Linked DNA regions of Rattus norvegicus: region 2 is linked to region 1. The links are chromatin contacts, called in public Hi-C maps. All regions are on one chromosome and are shown on one strand. Each heading gives the region's core, a stretch centred on a gene start, on an enhancer-like site or on the middle of the called end of the contact. The rest is flanking DNA. Distances are from core to core; before and after follow the strand shown. Region 1 holds the start of Acox2 (acyl-CoA oxidase 2). Region 2 holds the start of Pxk (PX domain containing serine/threonine kinase).

What was found. Hi-C and Micro-C count contacts between places; a contact is called where the count stands out from the background.
Region 2: a Hi-C map of hepatocytes shows a contact between it and region 1, with 1.8 times the contacts expected there. The contact joins the promoter of Pxk here to the promoter of Acox2 in region 1. A contact is called at or near these places in 4 of 12 Hi-C or Micro-C datasets (Schwann cells, hepatocytes, kidney and 1 more).

What each region holds. Positions count from the first base shown.
Region 1 is chr15:19,089,146-19,092,949 of GRCr8, reverse strand. Acox2 (acyl-CoA oxidase 2) reads right to left here and starts at 1,995. Exons shown (of 16, transcript NM_145770.3): 1 at 1,985-1,995; 2 at 110-239.
Region 2 is chr15:19,256,591-19,260,394 of GRCr8, reverse strand. Pxk (PX domain containing serine/threonine kinase) reads left to right here and starts at 1,724. Exons shown (of 18, transcript NM_001399677.1): 1 at 1,724-1,926. The coding sequence starts at 1,825.

The sequences.
Region 1 (3,804 bases), core at 746-3,245:
CGAAAGGCATTGCTTAGGGCTGGAGTCATCCAGGGGCCTTTCTTGGCTAGCTGAATGACGACACACTCCCATCCGGTGTCTTCGTGGCTACTGCCTGTGGTCCACATACTGTGTATGAGTGAATGCGGTCAGTATTGTTCTGTCTGCGGTAGCCAAGGTCCGGATGGTTTGACCACAAAGATCTTTTCCCACCTTCTGTAGTTTGTGTCACAGCATGCCTGGGACAGTCTTCATGAAGTCTGTAAGGGGGTCACGTGGAAGAGAACAGTTTTAGAAAGATTGAGTGACTTCCACTAGAGGTGTCTGGGAGCTGGCTGGAGTCCAAGGCAAAGCAGAAAGCTCATTCATACGATACCTCTCTACCTTCCTGGGAGGCTCACTGCCTCTGGCTCACTGGGAGGGACCACACACCTCATGTACCCGTCAATTTCTGTGATACTGATTTGAGCACTGTGGAATGGGCCCTGATGGTATAGTCCCGTAATCCCATCTCCTTGGGAGACAGAGGCGGGAAGAGATCTACCTGGAGTACTGAATGAGCTCAAGTGCAACCTGGGTAATTTAGTGAGACCATGTTTCAAAATAGCAGCAGAAGCTTTGGAGAGTGCTTGCCTAGCCTACATAAGGCCCTGGGTTCAATTTCTATACAGTAGAAGGAGAATGAAGGAGAGGAAGAAGGAGAGGAAGCCTGCAGGAAGGAGGAAGAGGAGGGGAAAGCTTGCTCTCTTCCTGTGACGCGTTTTCCTGTGGATCTCCTGTGTACCCCCATAGCCAAGATGGGCCCTGCTTCCTTCACAACAAACCCTTGGCCTTTTAGAAACCCCCTTCCCCCCAACAGTGAATGAACAGCTAGACTCATCCATTCGTCTTCTTCGAGCTCCCTTAACCCTATCTGTTCCTTGTCATCTCCTTGGCTAACACTCTGCCACCTTCACCTCTTACCTGGCATCTGTGTCTCATTTTTCCCTTTTCTGTTTGTCATTGGAACTGGGCAGAAGGGAGTCAGCTTGTAGAAAGGAGTCCTAGGCTGGGGATTTAGCTCAGTGGTAGAGCGCTTACCTAGGAAGCGCAAGGCCCTGGGTTCGGTCCCCAGCTCCGGAAAAAAAAGAACCAAAAAAAAAAAAAAAAAAAAGAAAGGAGTCCTAGCATGACCGCATGCTTCCCACCAGCTGGTCTGCCTTCTCTCCTGTCACTTCCTCTGGCCGAGGCTCGACTCCCCAGTGTTCCTAGAGAGCTCCAGCCTCTAGAGACATCACAGTAGCTCAGTCCTCCCAACATCAGCACTCCTGTGGGAACTGGGCACTCTCCATGCACTCTTGCCCCCATCACTGAGTGCTAGGGAGACAGCATTGTGTCTCCCTGGTCCCAGAGCCTGGCTGTTGACTTTCCCTGCTGCCTGTCACCTGCTCTCCTTTCCTTCATCCCCTGAGCCTGAGGATACAGTAAGGGCCCAGCCATTCCACAGAGAGGGCAGAACCGGGGAAGAGGTACCCTTGTAAGGCCACAGCCACTGGCAGGCTTCTGAAGAGGGCATATGGGGCACTGACAAGAGGCTGGCATGTACAAGGGAGCCCCCTTTGTCTGCCTGCCTTCCGGTAAGGCTGCCTCCTCTTCTTGCCTCTGGTTTCTTCTGTGCCAGATGCCCTTGCCTCCTGGCTGTTCCCTAGCTCTCCAGCCTCTAGCTGTGGCCAGCCTTTGCCAGGGCTCTGCCTCTGCCCGGACACCCTTTTCTCAGATGTCACCATGGTTTCCTCTGTCTTACTCAATGTCAGTACTCAGTAAAGCTTCCTGCACTTTCTTTAACACCCCAAACTTTCTTTCCCACTTTGCTAATCCCCTCTGTCTTAACCTCCTGAAAGGCAGGGCAAGTAATTACATTTACATTTTCGTTGTTGCGGTCAGTTTCCCCCTACCAAACGGAAAACAGCAAGAGGACCAACTGAGAGCCATCTCGGATGCCCAGGCTCTGCTGCACAGGCCTTACCTTCGCTATGGCCTGTCAGTTCTCTGGCTGGCCTGGGACTAAACCCTTGACTAGTTCCGTCCTGGGACAGCTCCATAGGCGGGGCTGGCCTTTCCCTATAGGGCCAATCCAGACTATTGGCCACGCCCCTCCCCCTCCCCGAGGGGCTCCGCCAAAGTATCTCATGTGGCCCCGCTCTTTCCTCCCAGTGCCCTTGGGTGAGCGGGGTGTATTGTATTACACGCTCGGCAACCTTGGCGCGATTCAGCTTCCATCCTTAGAGCTAGGGCTCCCTCTGAGGGGTGTGCCCTGTGTCCGGGTGGCGGCGTTTCCGCCGTGAAACTCTAGATCTTGCCTGCCCGCAGGGTGGCAGGGTAGTCACAACACAGTGAGAGGAACAGGCTTCCAGGTTCTTACGGAAAAGGAGCATCCCTCTCCCCTGCTTCTGCTCTGACTGTGGCCTTGTCTGTGTCCTGCTTATCACCAGTGTACCCACAGTCCCCAGTCTCCCACCCCTAGCCCAGGCTCTGAATTTGAGGCGTATCGCAGTATGTTCTGTAGGGTCCTGAGGAGAACTTGGTCTCCACCTCCTTTCGTGTCCAGCCTTTGCCCTGGGAGGTAGGGTGGATTTTCATGGTGCGAGTGAAGAACCAGGTAAGGCCCAGTGCCCAAGTTGTGCAATAAATAAACCAACTATCTGGAATTTGGACCAGGCCTCAGGTCACAAAGTTGATATGTACCCTATTCGTTTGTACAACATTGGGAAAGAAGTCACCGGCTTCTGAGAGAAAGTCCAAATCTTCATGATTCCAGTGTCTTCCTCTTTGGGACCTCACCCTTCCTCCTCAAGTGGGACAATATATGTGTATATGCACGCTCAATGTGTGTGTGGGTGTGTGGGTGTGTGGGTGTGTGCATGCACGCACGAGGGTGAGCTCTACAGGAGGTAATATCCAGTTTGCTCTGCAGAAAGATGCAGTTCCCTGCGATGGAGGGTCACCTAGCCTGTCACACTAGGATCATGTGGCCACCCCTGAATTCCTTCCCTTGCCCCCTCCTCCCTCCCTCTCCCTACTTGATTCTCCCATTTCAATTTACCCCCACCCCATAACTATCTGTTTTATTTCCCCTTCCTAGAGATCCATCCCCTTCCCGCTACTTCCTTACTTTCTACCTAATCTTGGTGGTTTAAAGACTGCAGCTTGAGACTGGAGAGATAGCTCAGTGGTTAGGAGCCCCGACTGCTCTTCCAGAGGTCCTGAGTTCAATTCCCAGCAACCACATGGTGGCTCACAACCATCTGTAAAGAGATCTGATGCCCTCTTCTGGCGTATCTGAAGACAGCAACAGTGTACTTCTATATAATGAATGAATACATCTTAAAAAAAAAAAAAAAAAAAAAAGACTGCAGCTTGCCCATCAGTGACTCAACAGCTAACAGCAACATATAAATGAATACATACCATATTTGTCTTCCTGAGCTACCTCACTCCGGATGATTTTTTTCTTTTTATTTCCATCCATTTACCTGCTAATTTCAAGATTTCATTAAAAAAAAAAAAAGCTTAGTAACACTCCACTGTGTAAGTGTACCACATGTTTTTTTTTAATCCATTAATCCATTGATGAAGATCTAGATTGTTTCCAATTTCTGGCTATTATGAATAGAGCAGCAACGAAGATGGTTGAGCAATGGCTTCTGTGGTAGGATGAGGTATCCTTTGGGTATATGGGCAGTGTCTTAATTAGGGTTTTATTGCTTCGAAGAGACAGTGTGGCCACAGCGACTCCTAGAAAGGAAGACATTAATTGGGGCTGGCTTATGTTTCAGGGATTAGGGC
Region 2 (3,804 bases), core at 475-2,974, 170 kb before region 1:
AAAGCAAATTGGAATAAAAATGAGATGTGGAAAGAGGTCTCCTACTGAGCGTTGGCTCCTGAAGGCACTCTGGTGTCACTGGGCTACTTGGGGTTGCCGGCCAATCTCTCAGCTTGAACTCTGAAGAGGATAACCACCAAGTGCAATCTAGACCTTTGCTATGATGGCAAAATGCAGTGGTGGTAGAGTCACAAAGAAGCTTTGTTTCTATGAATGAAATAATAGAAATTTCGTGGGGCTGGAGAGATGGCTCAGTGGTTAAGAGCACTGACTGTTCTTCCAGAGGTTCTGAGTTCAAATCCCAGCAATCACATTGTGGCTCACAACCATCTGTAATGAGATCTGATGCCCTCTTCTGGTGTGTCTAAGAACAGCCACGGTGTACTTATATATAATAAATCTTAATAAAAAATAAAAATTTAGTGGAAACAAACTTAAGAGTTAGAAATCTCTGTTCTGTGAATTGTCAGGATGGAATTCATATTGTTTGAGATTTTTAACATGTGCAAAGTTCTTTCCCGTCCGGTTGCATTCCTATTACACATTCTACATAGGCTTGAACTTAGTTTTGCCAGTGGAAGGTCACAGGGTGTGTGTGTGTGTGTGTGTGTGTGTGTGTGTGTGTGTGTGTATTTGACTTATTCAAGATAACACAGCTGAAGTAAATGCCAGATTCTCAACACGGTCCTAGGTATCTGATCTAAGTTTAATTTCATTTTTATCCTGGAAGATTGTGATCTTGGGTTAAGGGGAGCAAGGTAGGGGCTGGAGAGATGGCTCAGCGGTTAAGAGCACCCGACTGCTCTTCCAGAGGTCCTGAGTTCAATTCCCAGCAACCACATGGTGGCTCACAACCATCTGTAAAGAGATCCAATGCCCTCTTCTGGTGTATCTGAAGACAGCTACAGTGTACTTATATATAATAAAATGAATAAATCTTTAAAAAAAAAAGGGGGGGGGAAGCAAGGTAGATTTGGTGTTGAGAAGTTGATCGTCAGGTTTGATGGTTCTGAGTTTGAGGTTCTTGGAGCCAGAATGCTAGCACCAAAGATTCTCAGAGTCTAAGAGATCTGAGTGCTCTTTGGTTTCTTAGACCTTGGGCTCAACCGAGAGCTAGGGACTACACATGCAAGCAAGGAAATCTTTGCATCAGTTCCCCCCTGCCCCCACTGTTCTTAGAGTTTGTTGCTTAAAGGTTCAGACACTGTGGGATCCAGCTATGAGAGTATAGCGCCTAGGCTCTCCTGAAGATCCAGGTTCAAAACCTGAATCCAGATTTGGTTTAGAAAATTTGTTCTACAGACTCAGATTGAGGGTCCACCCTGAAGGTGTTTTTTTGTTGTTTCCTGAGATCTAAGGACCTTGGGCAGGGAAGATGTGATTGGGAGCAGTAGGGTCTCAAGTCTGCTAATCTGAGTTTCTAAACGGTTCATCAGAAAAACTCAGTTCGGTTAGAGTCCAGAAAATCAGTGTCTAAATGTGACACGTGGTGGTGATGGTTTAGTTTGGTGCTCCTCCGCCCGAGGCCGGGAGCTCATGGTACTGAGTGTACGATGCAGAGGCGAGGAGGCACCAAGAGAGCAAGGGGTTTCAGTCACCTACCCTGCGGTGAAGTACGGCGCTAGGACCCAGCGGGATCGGAAGGACGGGTGTTGACAGCCCGCAGGCTGGGACGACCGGCGCTAGGACCCCGCGGGCGGCGGCAGCGCGCGGGGCGGTGCGCGTTGACAGCAGCGGCGGGACGCGGCGGGTGGCGGGGTTCGGCGCCTCCGGTTCCTGCCCCGGCTTCAGAGGCGGCGGCGGCGGCGGCGGCGACGGCCCGGGATGGCCTTCATGGAGAAACCGCCAGCCCGCAAGGTGCTGCTGGACGACACGGTGCCGCTGACAGCGGCCGTCGAGGCGAGCCAGAGTCTGCAGTCGCACACGGTGCGCGGCCGGGGCGGGAGGCCGGGGCCGAGGGCGGGGGCCGGGCGAAGGCCGGACGGCGCAGCGGGCCGGGCGCGGGCACCAGAGCCGGGCAGGTGTATGAGCCCGCCGCCTCCCTCCTGCTCAGCCGCGGCCGGGGCAGTGTGCCCGCGCATCCCTGTCCCCCTGGAGTGGCTTAGGGGAGCCCTCGGTGCTCCTAATACACACAGGCGAGTTCATTTCTGCCACATGCAGTCTTTTATGGGGCTTTAAAGCCACGCTTGCTTTCTTTTGCCCGTACTTTTTTTTTTTTTTTTGAAAGGCGCTCTTATGCATTGTAATTTACAAGCAATAAACCCGGGAACCAGTAAAACCCGGGGAGCTACTAGGCTCTGGGACTCGATTGAGTAAATGATGAATGGGGTGGGGTGGGATTGGGATTCCTTAGATTGTAATGTTTTGTCGGGCCAGCAAATCAGATTCCAGCCCAGAGGCTTGTTTATCACATCAGTGTTTGGGGGTTCATCATCTGGAGACTAGAGCCCCACAATAGCCTTCTGTATTTCTCTGACTCTTTGTCTCGCTGTCTCTTGTTTCTGACTTTCTCTGGGTGTCTCTCTGTTTGTGTGTGTGTCAGTGTCTGTGTGTGTGTGTGTATGTTTGTTCTTCTGCTGTTCAAAGAGATCTTTCATATTAAAGCAAGACTTTTTGGAACCCCCTGTTTCCTCATCGACAGCTTTGCTTTGTTGAAAGTATTCATTCTCACTTAGAGAAATGACTGTCTTTTTTTTTTTTTCTTTTAAATGCATTTTGTCTCCCTGTGGTAGCATCCTAAACCCTATGTAGAAACTCGTGAAAGGCACCAAATATCCATGAGTTTGTTGAACTTGTAATTTGTTGCAAAGTGAATATTTAAGAACCCATATTTAGGGAAGGGAACAATCATTCTTTCAAATTATATTTTTGACTGGATTGACGGCAAGTAAACCTTATAACCTCATAGGGTCTATTTAATACTAAAGAGTTGGATGCTCAGGACCACTATCTCTAGAAAACCTTTCTTCCTGAGTAGCTATTACCCTAGGCCTCATGGATGGACACCAGGGTAATCATGTGATTTCCTCTCTTCCAGGAGAGGACAGGAGGGTCCCATTCTGATAGCATTTCATATGTGTCTGTTAAACGGGTAAATGAATTGTAGCCTCACTATGTCCTGTTTCCTGTTTGTGGAAAGCCATGGTTGTGAAAGTCAGAATAACCTGACTTCTGGGCTGCTAACAGGTCAGTGCTCAAGTGTGGTGGTGAGAGATGCGATGGGTTCCATAGTTACTCCAGAACTTGTCATTAAGACAAACATAAGTAATTTTAGGGCCAAAAAAAAAAAAATAATGGCAGTTCTTAAAATGATGAGTGAACAGGAAAGATAGTGACTCACTGGAGAGCCAGGGAGCCAGAGAGACAGAGAGGCAGATGTGGAATGAAAACAGAGCAGTCTTGCGTAACTTTTGACTGTTCTGTGCGCTTGTCGTTTTAGCCGCGAAGTGAGACAGAAATGTTGCCTCAGCCCTAAGCTTTATTGAGAAAAAGCATGTACTGACGCAGACCCCTTGGACTGTGGATGGGTTACGAGTAGGTCCCTTGAAAACAGGAACAGTTGGAAATCATGTTGGAAAGAAGTAGTTATTGAAAGTGGTGTGCCGGAGAAGAGAAAGGCATTGTTTTCTGTTGGGTGGATCGAAGGGAGCTATACGGTGTGCTGGCTGTAGGTCTCAAAGGTCAAAGGTGCACCCTTCAAATACGGCTTTCTAGGAAGTTGCTCCTTGGCTGTGGACAGAGACGCATGGAAGGTGTCTTGTGTTTTATAAAAAAAAAAAAAAAGAGAGAGAGAGAGAGAGCTGG